Linked DNA regions of Macaca mulatta: region 2 is linked to region 1. Evidence: chromatin contacts called from public Hi-C data. All regions are on one chromosome and are shown on one strand. The core of a region is the stretch at or near the end of the contact, and the rest is flanking DNA. Distances in the headings are between cores, read along the strand shown. Region 1 holds the start of COQ8B (coenzyme Q8B). Region 2 holds the start of EGLN2 (egl-9 family hypoxia inducible factor 2).

Region 1 (6,585 bases), core at 1,812-4,311:
ATTGCTTGAACCCAGGAGTTTGAGGCTGCAGTGATTGCGCCACTGCACTCCAGCTTGGGTGACAAAATGAGACTCTGTCTCAGAAAAAAAAAGAAATCATCATTTACGTTCCTCTCAATTTCTCTTGGCTTTGCAGGCCCCTGCCTTTGTCTCTCTTTCTCTGTCTCTCTCTCTTTCCTGTCTGATTCATCCTCTCCCTTGCTTCAATCTGTAAATGTTGCCTCTTCTAATTGAGGTCACACAAAGATCCCCCAAAGTCACACCTACCCCCAAAGTTGGCCAAGCGGCTGATGCGGGAGGCAGGCACCTTGCGTTCTCGAGAGCGGTCACTCAGCTGGGAAATGGGGACAAGGTCTGAGTGTGGGAAAGTGGACATCCTGCCCAGAGAGTGCAGCCACCCTGCCACCACACCCTTCCCCAAGTTCACAGGGCCAGCAGTTTTCGTGGGGTGTTGCTGGGTGGGTGGGGGTAATGATACCTGGAGCCGGGGTGTCTTCCTGGGACGGGCCTCCCGTGCCCTGCGAATGTCCTCCTCACCCAGGCCTCTCCCAGGCCCACCCTGGTAAAACTTTTGGGCCCAAGAACCTCCACATGGCCCCTGCAAGAGACATACTTTGATTAGGAGGGGAGGACATGGGATCACCTGGCCCTTCTGGGCCCCTCCTGTCCTTTTACTCCACGAAGTCTCCCTCAGCCTCTTCCCCTTGGGGACCTGCTCCCCAGCCTCTTACCCAGTGGTGGGGCCCAGGCCCCAGGGCCCCACAAGGCCGACCAACAGTCTGGCCCAGCTGTCCACCGGTCCCCTGAAGTAGGCCCCCCACCTTCAGCCACATTGCCTGCAGGAGAAGAGGAGGGATTATTCAGGTGGGAGTTGCCTGGCTTCTTGGCCAGGCCCCCATGTTCCTCTGTGTCCACCCTCTCTGATTTCCACCCACCAAATACTTCCTCCACTATTAATAGATTCCCACAGTTTCTCCTGGTTCTCCCCTGGTTGCTAAGAACCCTTAGCTCTTCCTGCGCGCCTCCCAAAACCCACTTTCCCCCTCTCCCAACCCTCGCCGTTGCTAGGGTCCTCCCCCGTTTCTAGACACCCACAGTTCCTCAGGGGCTACCTCTCCACTTCTCTGAAACCCCCTTCGTTGCTATGCACCGCCTTCCCCTCTGTTGGCCCTGTAGGCACCCGCAATTCCTCCGGTGTCCCCCGCCCGATCCCCACCCCGTTACTGGGCACCTCCACCCGTTGCTAAGCACCCACTGCTGTCAGCCTCCGATTCCGCAACTTGCTGGGGGCCTCCTGTGCTTCCGGGAGCCTCAGCATGCCCGCCCCCTTCGGCCAGCCAACCAATGGCGCGGCAGCAACTCGCTGACTGGCATGGAGTTTCCCCATCTGTGCGCGGAGGAACCGGCCAGGAGCGAGGCCCGAGCGTTGGAGTCGGGAATTAGGGTGGGCGTCCGGGGGCCCACCTTTGGGGATTGCTGAGGCATCGCGGGAGCGCAAGAGTGCCCTGTCTGCCCTTCCACTCACCTCAAAGTGCCTTGTACGCGACAGACCCGTCTGTTCCCTACACTTCCTTGCAAAGTCTCCCTTACAAACCTGACGCCTCTCTTCTGCACGCGTATCTTGCCAACCCCCCTTCTTATTTTTACCCCTGGCAGGCTCAACACATCTCCTATGAATACACATTCTTCCCAGCAAACATTTCCCTTGCACATGGAGCCCCTCCACTTTGCACAAACACCCACATTCTGGCACCCAACCTCCTTCCTTGCGCATATAAACCCCTTGCCTTGCTTGCCAACTGTTTCCCGCTCACGCCTTCAACTCTTTCGTGTACATACCCCCCCACACACACTTGCACACTGAGGCTCTGTTCCCTCACACACCCTGCTCTCTCCGCTCCCCGCCCACCTGCGGGATGGTGCGACTGGGAGCCCTCTGCTTCCTGTAGGCCTGACATTTCCCAGAACACACTCAGCCAAGATTCCCAGTGCTGAGTCAGGAACCTTGGCATCCCAGAAAACCAGCTCCCATCCTGTGTGTGTGTGTGTGTGTGTGTGTGTGTGTGTGTGTGTGTGTCTTGGAAAGCCTGCTCTCCCCACAACAGGCTGACTCACCCACTTCTCACAGTCTGGAATAGAAGCAGCTGGTTGGGGCATCTTTCCCACCACTGGGAGATTTAGGGATGCCGATGCTTCCCCCACAGAACCCAGCTGTCCCAACCCCTCTTGTCGGGAATCAGGCCTCTTTGTCTCTATTCCTGTACTGTGTAACCTCAGAAAAGCCCTCATCCCTCTCTGAACTTCTCCTTCCCAGCCTGTATGATGTACTGGGTGGGCTCCTGCCTTTGACGTCTCATTGGTCTGTGAAGAGGTGACTCATTTTAGAGCCTTGGACCTGTACCCAGTGTCTCCCCCAGCTGATTCAATTTCAAGACAATCCACCTCCTGTCCCCCTTCAGACGTGAAGGGCTGACTCAGGAGCTGGGTGGCAGTTCAGCCTCAGGGACAAAATATATCAAAATCACCTAGGACAATAAATAATCCCACTGGGCTACAACTGACAGTGCCAGGCCTGGGGCCACGTGCTTCACATATATGAGATCATATCAGATAGCCCCGTAGCTGCAAACAAAGGGTAGAGGCCGGCGGATCTCTGAGCCTCCGTCCTCATGTGTAAAATGGAGCCCTGGCATCCCTATTGTTCAGTCTTGGAGAATGACCTGAAATCGTGTCAGGGTCTGATACAGAACAAGTGCTCTATACATGAGAGAGATTACGGAAAATTAAATGGACCGTAAGTCATTTGCTCAGGGTAGCGGAGCTGGGAACTGGCAGAGGAAGGTCTCGAACCCATAATCGTGGGATCTCCAAGTCTTTGAAAGTCTGTCCCGCCCCTGCGTGAAGAATGGGCGCAGGGCTGAACTCGTCACCAGGGGTTTTAGGGAAGGTTGAACTTGTCATTCAACTGTGTAGAGAGGGTGGATTAGTCACAGGGGTGGAGGGAAGGGGCCCACTGGCGCGCCACCAGGACCCCGGTGCCCTAGATGCATACCTGGTCGCGCTTCGGACGCTCAGAGGCAAACCCCCTCCTCTTGGGAGGCGGAGTCAGACGAGGCTCCGTCTCGTTCCGTTGCGCCACGTCCGGTGGGGCGGGGCTTCGGGGCTTTCCCCTGTAAGGGGAGTATCGGTTAACCCTTGCGCAGCGGGGCGGGCTGGAGCTCCGCGGGCCGGAACCCGAGAGTCGGGGCTCCCCAGCCACACCCCTCGCAGGATTTAAAGGGATAGGAGTGGCCGGGTCGGCCGAAGCCCGAACCGAAGGAGCGGGCATGAGGCGCTGCCCGTGCCGTGGGAGCCTGAGCGAGGCGGAGGCTGGGGCGCTGCCCGTGGCGGCCCGCATGGGACTAGAGGCGCCGCGAGGAGGGCGGCGGCGGCAGCCGGGACAGCAGCGACCTGGGCCCGGCGCAGGGGCCCCGGCGGGGCGGCCGGAGGGGGGCGGGCCCTGGGCCCGGACTGAGGGGTCCAGCCTCCACAGCGAGCCTGAGAGGGCCGGCCTCGGGCCTGCGCCCGGGACAGAGAGTTCGCAGACAGAATTCTGGACAGACGGACAGACTGAGCCCTCGGAAGCTGGCCTTGGAGTAGAGACCGAGAGGCCCAAGCAAAAGACGGAGCCAGACAGGTCCAGCCTCCGGACGCATCCAGAAAGGAGCTGGTCAGAGCTGGAGACGACCTGTCCTTGGACGGAGGCCGGGACAGATGGCCTTTGGACTGATCCGCGCAGGTCCGACTTCCAGTTTCAGCCCGAGGAGGCCAGCCCCTGGACACAGCCAGGGGTTGATAGGCCCTGGACAGAGCTGGAAACACATGGGTCACAGACTCAGCCAGAGAGGGTCAAGTCCTGGGCTGATAACCTCTGGACCCACCAGAACAGTTCCAACCTCCAGACTCACCCAGAAGGAGCCTGTCCCTCAAAAGAGCCAAGTGCTGATGGCTCCTGGAAAGAATTGTACACTGATGGCTCCAGGACACAACAGGATATTGAAGGTCCCTGGACAGAGCCATACACTGATGGCTCCCAGAAAAAACAGGATACTGAAACAGCCAGGAAACAGCCTGGCACTGGTGGTTTCCAAACACAACAGGATACTGATGGCTCCTGGACACAACCTAGCACTGATGGTTCCCAGACAGCACCTGGGACAGACTGCCTCTTGGGAGAGCCTGAGGATGGCCCATTAGAGGAACCAGAACCTGAGGAATTGGTGACTCACCTGTACTCTGACCTGAAGTGTAGCCCTCTGTGCCCTGTGCCCCGTCTCATCATCACCCCTGAGACCCCAGAGCCTGAGGCCCAATCAGTGGGACCCCCCTCCCGGGTTGAGGGGGGCAGTGGCGGCTTCTCCTCTGCCTCTTCTTTCGACGAGTCTGAGGATGACGTGGTGGCCGGGGGCGGAGGTGCCAGCGATCCTGAGGACAGGTCTGGGGTGAGTGGGACCCATCCTGCCCTTTTGAGCCACATCCCCCAAAACTCCTTATTCCCCTGCCTTTGCTTAGGAAGTTCTCTACCCATTTACTCTTAGTTGCCCACCAGCAATTTCATCTCCAGGAACCTCTTCCATCCACTGACCTCCTCTCTCTGACAGCCAGGTTACTAATTCACTACAGGCACCCCCTTTTCATTCTCGCCTTTCCTCTGCCTGCACTGTCTCCACTCCTGGGGGTCTACAATGGAGGGCCACTGACCGACTTCATGGGGCCCAGGAGCCCCTGAAATTGTAGGACTAAGGAGACTGCTGTGCGTGTTCACATACATTGTTGCAGTGAGGGTCTGACATCTGTCCCATCCTCTGGAATCTGAAGAACACTGGAATAGGGAGACAGGCAGGGTGCACTTTCTACCCCACATTTCTTAATCTGGGGCCTGTGGCTGCCTTAAAGGCTCACAGACCTTCACCACCCCTTAGCCCATTTGTATGTACATTTTTCTAGGGAGCAAAGCGATTCCCCCAGCTTTCATCAGATTAGCAAAAGGGCTGTGTGAAGTCCAAACGCCAAACGATCCTTGGCCTAGCCGGGAGCTCACCTGGTGTCCCCTGTGACCCTAGGTCCGCAAGGAGCCCCCTGCACACTCTTGTTTACTTCGTCCACCCTCACCCCCAGCTTGGGTGTGGCTCTCCCCTGGTGAATCAGGAGGGCTGGCCGGGCAGGTTGAGGGAGGGCGGGACAGAGCAGAGGCCGGCGTAAAACTGGAGAGCCTCACGTCGGGCTGGGAGCCGAGTCGGGAGTCCATCAGCTTGCCAGCTTGTCTGCTGAGGCCTCTCATTGCTCTGGGGCCCCTGGCTGGAGTCTGCTCTGAGCCCCCCTCACCCCACATGCCTTCCTTGGGGACGTGTTCACACATGTGGCCCTAGCTGTGAGAGACAGACCTGCCTTAACCTGCCTGTGCCCGTGCGCAGAGGCTGACACTCCTGGGCCCCATTGCTTTTTTCTCTCTGCCTGCCCTCTCACTTCCTTGGCATCTCAGAACAGCTGGGCTGGAAGTGGGTGAATAATAATAATAATAATAATAATAACAACAACAACAACTAGCACTCACTCATGTTTAGCCCTGTGCTAAGTGTTGTGCTTTTATTAACTCACTCCTCACTGCAGTGCTAATGAGGTAGATGCTTTTTTTTTTTTTTTTAATCTGAGACAGTCTCCCTCTGTTGCCCAGGCTGGAGTGCAGTGGTGTGATCCCGGCTCACTGCAGCCTTTGCTTCCCAGGTTCAAGTGATTCTCCTGCCTCAGCCTCCTGAGTAGCTGAGACACCAGGCACCCGCCATCACTCCTGGCTCATTTCTGTATTTTGAGTAGAGACGGGATTTCATCATGTTGGCCAGGCTGGCCTCAAAACTCCTGATCTCAAGTTATCCACCTGCCCTGGCCTCCCGAAGTGCTGGAATTACCGGCATGAGCCACTGTGCCTGGCTGAGGTAGATACTATTATTATCCCATTTTACGGATGAGGAAACTGAGGCACAGAGAGGTCAAGTCACTTGTCCAAGGATATGCACCTTGGGAAATGCAGATTGGATTCTAATCCTTACTGTACACCAGGCACTGTTTTAAGTTTTTTCTTCTTCTTCCTTTTTTTTTTTTTTTTTTTGGTCTTTTTTGTTGTTAAACTTTTTTCCTGTCATTTTTTATCTCAAAATAGCATCTGTCTTAATTAAGGGCTTTATATGTGTTAACTTTGAATCCTTACGATAGCAGTGAGATTGTCTCCATTCAACAGATGGGGGCCAGGCCCAGTGGCCCAAACCTGTAATCCCAGCACTTTGGGAGGCCGAGGCAGGGGGATCATCTAAGGTCAGGAGTTCAAGACCAGCCTGGCCAACATGGTAAACCCTGTCTCTACTAAAATACAAAAATTAGCCAGGTATGTGATGGTGGGCACCTGTAAGCTACTCAGAGGCTGAGGCAGGAGAATCGCTTGAATATGGGAGGCGGAGGTTGCAGTAGCCGAGATTGCACCACTGCCCTCCAACAGGGTGGTGGGTGACAGAGCAAGACTCGGTCTCAGAAAAAACAGATGGGGAAGCTGAG
Region 2 (6,585 bases), core at 1,796-4,295, 88 kb after region 1:
GACAATCTGTGTTCTAAGCGCAAGTGTGTAAACATGCTGATGTCCCTGTGTTTGTGACGTGTACATGTTTCCAGTACCTGCGTATGGGATGATGTCTATAGGAATGTGTGCTGGTTGTGTGTGATGCTGATAGCTGTAACTGCTCTGTGGCCTTGGTGATTGTATTGGTGAGTGTATTGGTGAGGCTGGTATTGTTTGGGACATCAAGGCCAAGGGATGGGAATTTGGACCTATAGGTGGGCCTCCGGTCTGTGCATGCCTGATGCCTGAGAATCAGAGGCAGTGACTCACTACCGCTTGTGTGCCTGTGCATGTGTGCCCCTGAGGTCTGTGTGTGTTTCGGTGTGAATTTGGCTCCTTTTAAACACCCATGTGTGGCCAGGTGTGGTGGCTCATGCCTGTAATCCCAGCACTTTGGGAGGCCAAGGCAGATGGATCACTTGAGCCCAGGAGTTGGAGACTAGCCTGGGCAACACAGAGAGACCCCATCTACAAAAATAAAAAACAGAAAAAGTTAGCCAGGTGTCATGGTACACACCTGAAGTCCCAGCTACACCGGAAGCTGAGTTGTGAGGATCACTTTAGTTGGGAGGTTGGGCCTGCAGTGAACTGTGATCGTGCCACAGCACTTCAGCCTGGGCAGAAGGGTAAGACCCCATCTCAAAAACAAAACTAAACAAGAAACACCCTTGTGTGGCCATGAACCCTGTGTGTGCCCTGAGGACTGTGGGTTTTTGTGCAATCCTCACGCATGTGTAGATACCAGTATGCATGTCCTTGTGCTCACCCGAACCGCCCTACGCCCTCAGGTGGCCTGCTGGGGACTGGTGCAGCCCCCTGAAGACACTCCCAGTTGCTCGTCGCCCTCCCATCTCCGCGTCCGCCTTACCGACCCCGCGGGAGCCTTGAGTCCCAGCTCTCCAGAGTTACGGTGGAGGGGGCGGGGCATTCAAAATGACCTTATATTCCTTCGTCCCCCAAAATGTTCCCAGCTCTGTAGCGTTCCGTGGATTTTTTTTGTTTCATTTTTTAATTTTGTGTAAAGATAAGGTCTCACTCTGTTGCCCAGACTTTCCCTGGTTCTTTATTCTGATTCCCACGATTGTCCCGAGGGGGCAGGGCGGAGCGGGTCTTGAAAATACACATTGGCACAACATCCCTTCTAGTCCGCGTTCCCTTTTCTCAAGGGCATCCCGCACTTTTTCTCCTCCGTTATAAAAGATACTTATGTAAATTACTGACGTGCGAATTTACATACATTTGCCAACTAACTGCGCAGCCATTTATCCATCTCTCACCCCCGTTCCTGGGCTGCGAGGAGGAGGAGGAGCTAACCCTGTAAATGAAGTCACGCGCACCGCGCTGCCGAACCCGGTGCCCGCGCTGGGGGGGAACGCGGGGTGGGCCTGTTCGTGTAAATCACATAATTTGCGTGCTCCGCCCCGCCAACGCCACTTGATTCCAACATGCAGGAAACGCCCCCTCCCAGACCCGGCCCCTCACACTGCGATCCCCCTCCCGCGCAAAGGGGGCGGGGCGGAGGATGATGCAAATGAACCTCGTGTCGGCCACGGAGCCCTGTTTCCTTTTTCCTTGGCTGGGGGCTTGTCCCGAACTTCCTCGCCCAGCGCGGCTCAGGTCTGCGCAGGCGCCGTTGCCTCCGTTGGGGCGCGGTCACGTGCCCAACGGGCGAGGCGGGGCGGGGCGTCGCGCGCGGTGGGGGCGGGGTATGGCGCGCTGTGCGGCGCAGGGCGGCTGGCACAAACGGCGGCGCCGGGGCCGGAGGAAAAAGCTTGGTGAGGAGGTCGCGGGGCGAGAAGGGAGCGGGAGGAGACTGAGTCGGAGCCGGGGCGCCGACACGAACAGGGCGGGGTGTGGGGGCGCCCGCCGGGGCCTGCCAGGGCGACCCCGGTAAGGGGGATGTGGGTGCGGCGCGGGGGAGGGGACGCGCGCCGGGGACGTTGGGTGCCGGCCGTTGGGGGGGTTGGGGTGGGGGCGGGGAGCGCGCGCCGGGCGGAGGCCGCGGGGAGGGGGAGGGGAGGGGGTCCGAGCGGCCCCTAGGCCTTGTCCCTGTCGCTACAGCTCTCCAAAGTGGCCTCAGGGCCCGCCCGGGGTTGGGGGCGTGGGGGTGCCCCGGAGGAGGGTGCCTTTTTCCCTCGTCCTGTCTCCGGGTGCGTGCACCCTCTTCCGTCCTTCCCTCTGCCGCCGCGGACCCTCTCCCCGAGGGCCCCTCCCTTCGGTCAGTCTCGGGACCTCCCTTCCGTCTGGGCGTGTGTCCGCCCCCGGCCGGCTTCCTCCCGTCGGGCTCGGGTCGACCCTACCGCCCCGCTCCGTCCCGGGCCCTCCCTCCCAGCTTCCCTCCCAGCTTCCCTCCGGTCTGTTTTTCTGTCTCTGGGTCCCTCGTTCTCTTTGTCTTTGGACTCCCCAGTTTCCTCTGTCTTTTGACCCCCCCGCCCCCAACTCTGATTCTCTCAGAATCCCCCACATTTCTCTGTCTGTCTCTGGAACGCCGAGGCAGATCCCTCCTATTTTCCAAACTCCCTCCTTCCCACCCCTCCACACCACCCTTTTCTACTCCAGCCCTCCTTTCTCTGTCTTTGGTTACCGCGTCCCACAACCCGCACCACAGTCCTCTGTCTTAGGGTCGTCTACCCAGCCTCTGGCCTCCAGCCTTTCCCTATCACTGTCCCTTGTCTGTCAGCGGACTCTCACACCTCCAGATTCTCAGGGTCTTCTCCCCGACTTGGCCCCAGGTTTTGGGGGACCTCTATAGTCAAGTCTGTCCTGGTCGTCTTCCCCACTCCTGCCCATGCCATCCCCTCTTTCCCTAGCCTGCCTGTCTCTAGCTCCTCTCACATCCCTTTTCTTTTTCCTTTTTCTAGCCACCCTGAAGGGTCCCTTCCCAAGCCCTTAGGGACGGCAGAGGACTTGGGGACCAGCAAGCAACCCCCAGGGCACGAGAAGAGCTCTTGCTGTCTGCCCTGCCTCACCCTGCCCCACGCCAGGCCTGGTGGCCCCCAGCTGCATCAAGAGGCAGAGGAGGAGGCGGAGGAGGGTGGCACCATGGGCCCGGGCGGTGCCCTCCATGCCCGGGGGATGAAGACACTGCTGCCATGGACAGCCCGTGCCAGTCGCAGCCCCTAAGTCAGGCTCTCCCTCAGTTACCAGGGTCTTCGTCAGAGCCCTTGGAGCCTGGCCGGGCCAGGATGGGGGTGGAGAGTTACCTGCCCTGTCCCCTGCTCCCCTCCTACCACTGTCCAGGAGTGCCTAGTGAGGCCTCAGCGGGGAGTGGGACTCCCAGAGCTACAGCCACCTCTACCACTGCCAGCCCCCTTCGGGACGGTTTTGGCGGGCAGGATGGTGGTGAGCTGCGGCCGCTGCAGAGTGAAGGCGCTGCAGCGCTGGTCACCAAGGGGTGCCAGCGACTGGCAGCCCAGGGCGCCCGGCCTGAGGCCCCCAAACGGAAATGGGCCGAGGATGGTGGGGATGCCCCTTCACCCAGCAAGCGGCCCTGGGCCAGGCAAGAGAACCAGGAGGCAGAGCGGGAGGGTGGCATGAGCTGCGGCTGCAGCAGTGGCAGTGGTGAGGCCAGTGCTGGGCTGATGGAGGAGGCGCTGCCCTCTGCACCTGAGCGCCTGGCCCTGGACTATATCGTGCCCTGCATGCGGTACTACGGCATCTGCGTCAAGGACAGCTTCCTGGGGGCAGCGCTGGGCGGCCGCGTGCTGGCCGAGGTGGAGGCCCTCAAACGGGGTGGGCGCCTGCGAGACGGGCAGCTAGTGAGCCAGCGGGCGATCCCGCCGCGCAGCATCCGTGGGGACCAGATTGCCTGGGTGGAAGGCCATGAAGCAGGCTGCCGAAGCATTGGTGCCCTCATGGCCCACGTGGACGCCGTCATCCGCCACTGCGCAGGGCGGCTGGGCAGCTATGTCATCAACGGGCGCACCAAGGTAAGGCCAGGTGGGGGCCTCTCTGGCGGGGCTTTGCAGCATCCTGGTTTGGCATTCAGTGCTCTGAGCACAGTGGGTTTGGAGACAGGCTTCTGGGGGGCTTCTGGGTTTAGGCAGTTCAGTGGAGTGGGTTGCTCACTTGTGGGGACTCGGGGGGGCCTTGTCCTCCCTGTGGGCCTTAATGTGTGCACCTGTAAGCTAGGAGTTTGTCCTGGAGCCACAGTGGTTCTTGACTTTGCCAGGAACTCTCTTGAAGAAACTCATGAGAGTTGCTGACATTCACAGCATGGGCCTTGGTGGGGTTCATGGCCTCCTGGTGTCTGTCTGGGGCCCCGGACCAAGCGCAGTGATGTAGACAGGCACACAGTTCACTTGTCTGTCCTCTGTTGCTGTCTGTCCCTGTCCGCATCCTTCCCTGCGCTCCTGTTGTCCATCCCTGTTTGCTGGCCCATGTCTCTAGTTCGTTCATCTGTCTCCCAGGCAGGAGAAGCAGAACGGGTAGGGTGTGATGAGTGAGCCCTGGGCTGAGGGAAGGAAAGGGGTGCTGCCCGCTAGGCCCAGTGCCTGGCCCTGGACTGCATTGTGCCCTGGGTCCCTACTGTGGCATCTGCATCGAGGACAGTCTCCTGGGGCTGGTACTGGGTCGCTGCCTGCTGACCCAGGTGGAGCTCTCATCCCCATGTCTCCCACCCTTCCCCGTCCCAGTCCCTGCCATCCATTCCCCCTGTCCTGTGTGTCACTTCCTCCCTTCCCATGTTTGTCTCTTCTCTCTGCCTTTATGTGTTTGTTCTTAGTCTCTTTTTCTTTTTGCTTTAGAACAGTAGTTCTTAATTGTATTTTGGAGTCTGGGTCTTTTTGAGAATCTGTCAGAGGCCACAGATTCTCTCTTAAAACAAATACTCATTTGCTTGGAGTTTCCAGGCAGTTATCAAGGCCTCATGGCCTCCAGCTGCCTGTTCAGGAACCTGGGGTCAGGAGCCCAGCACAGGGCAGTGGTCCACAGGGCCCTTCCGGCGTGCTGACAGGATCACTGTCTTCATAGGTGGTGTGGGGGCCTGGCCTTGAGTACAGGGCTTGGTGTCCTTTGGACAGGGCCCTGTGGGGAGTGCCCACTGCTCAACACAGCGATGCCTGGCTGGCCGATGGCACGGGCTGTGTTGTGCCCTGCAGGCATGAGGCTGAGCTCCTGATGTCCCCTGCCTCCTCCTGCAGATCCCATCTTGGGTTCTGCCTCTGTGTGGCTTTCCTCTCAGGCTGGAGCTGGCTCAGGGACCAGGGCTCCCCCGGGGCCAAGGCCTGTTTCCTCCCCACCCCAGCTGGAACTTGTTCTACTTCCCTCTCCCTCCCGTTACTTGATAGCTGAGCCAGAGCCGGCCCCTCCCTGGGCTTGGCTCCGTGCGGGCAGGATCAGTGGCCTCCCTGGCTCAGCATCTTCACACCAGGTTGGCTGTTGTCCTCGTCAGGGGGAGACCAGAAGGGCTGAGTGGCCCAGATGGGACACTGCTCTGAGCCTCAATTTGCTGATCCACGGAACAGGAAAACCAGGTTACATCTCCAGCGAGTCTGTGGCAGTTTGGGGTGGGGAGAGTAGAAGGAGAAGATCTCTTGTCTTTTTTTTTTGAAGACAGAGTCTTGCTCTGTTGTCCAGGCTGGAGTGCAGTGGCGAGATCTCGGCTCACTGCAAGCTCCACCTCCCAGGTTCATGCCATTCTCCTGCCTCAGCCTCCCGAGTAGCTGGGACTACCGCCCGCCACCTCGTCCGGCTAATTTTTTGTATTTTTAGTAGAGACAGGGTTTCACCGTGTTAGCCAGGATGGTCTCTATCTCCTGACCTCGTGATCCACCCACCTTGGCCTCCCAAAGTACTGGGATTACAGATGTGAGCCACTGTGCCCGGCCGGATCTGTTGTCTTTTGGTGCCTCTGGTGCCCACCTTCCAGGGGGTTGGGGACAGGGCCCCGGCGAGGATTGGAGAGGGGAAGTGTTTGGACCTTTTTAGCCTTAGGTGACCCTAATTGTCCTAGGGAGGTAAGGATAGGCCAGGCTGGACTGGGAACATAGGGGAGGAGCCAGCCGTCCCCTCCCCAGTGAGAAACAACTCCAGGCTTTTCTGCTTTTAGAGGGCGCCATCTGGACTCTGCTGGACTCCAGGGTAAGGCTGTGGGGTGCTGAGGTGGGCCACAGCAGTTGCCGTGGGGACATGGATCACCAGTGTGGCGGGCTAGAGCCAGTGGGAATCTGCTTCTTAGTCCGTTCTTAGTGGAGCTCCTGTGTTCTACCTTCCCCCAACTCCTTGACTGGGGACAGGTGCTCGGTTGACCTGTAGTTGGGAGAGAGTTGACTCCCACTGGCAGCAAGGGCCACCAGAGGGGACCCCAGGGAGGGTCCACCTTGCTTGGTTTACTCCTTGAAGAGCAGCTTGGAGGTGGGACAGTCACAGGCTTCTGACTGGGGGGTGTGTGTAGTGGTGTTGGGTCTCTTGGCAGGCCCATTGTCACCAATAGCCTTTAAGTCTTTAGTCTCCTGGCCCTGGTCCCACCTGCCCCTCCCCTAGGTGGGAGGGGTTGAGAGCAAGTTTCCTGAGGCCTTCCCCTGTGAGGGCAGGAAGTAGATACTTTCCTTGGGGCCAGAGGAT

The links. Hi-C and Micro-C count contacts between places; a contact is called where the count stands out from the background.
Region 2: a contact with region 1 is called in a Hi-C map of liver, with 1.5 times the contacts expected there. The contact joins the promoter of EGLN2 here to the promoter of COQ8B in region 1. A contact is called at or near these places in 2 of 14 Hi-C or Micro-C datasets (cortical neurons and liver).

Annotation. Positions count from the first base shown.
Region 1 is chr19:51,830,524-51,837,108 of T2T-MMU8v2.0, forward strand. It overlaps COQ8B (coenzyme Q8B), which reads right to left and starts at 3,062. Exons shown (of 15, transcript NM_001265945.1): 1 at 3,053-3,062; 2 at 732-836; 3 at 479-598; 4 at 268-334. The coding sequence starts at 833.
Region 2 is chr19:51,918,492-51,925,076 of T2T-MMU8v2.0, forward strand. It overlaps EGLN2 (egl-9 family hypoxia inducible factor 2), which reads left to right and starts at 3,046. Exons shown (of 5, transcript NM_001261091.1): 1 at 3,046-3,950. The coding sequence starts at 3,114. RAB4B (RAB4B, member RAS oncogene family) reads left to right here. Exons shown (of 8, transcript XM_077982883.1): 8 at 810-1,070.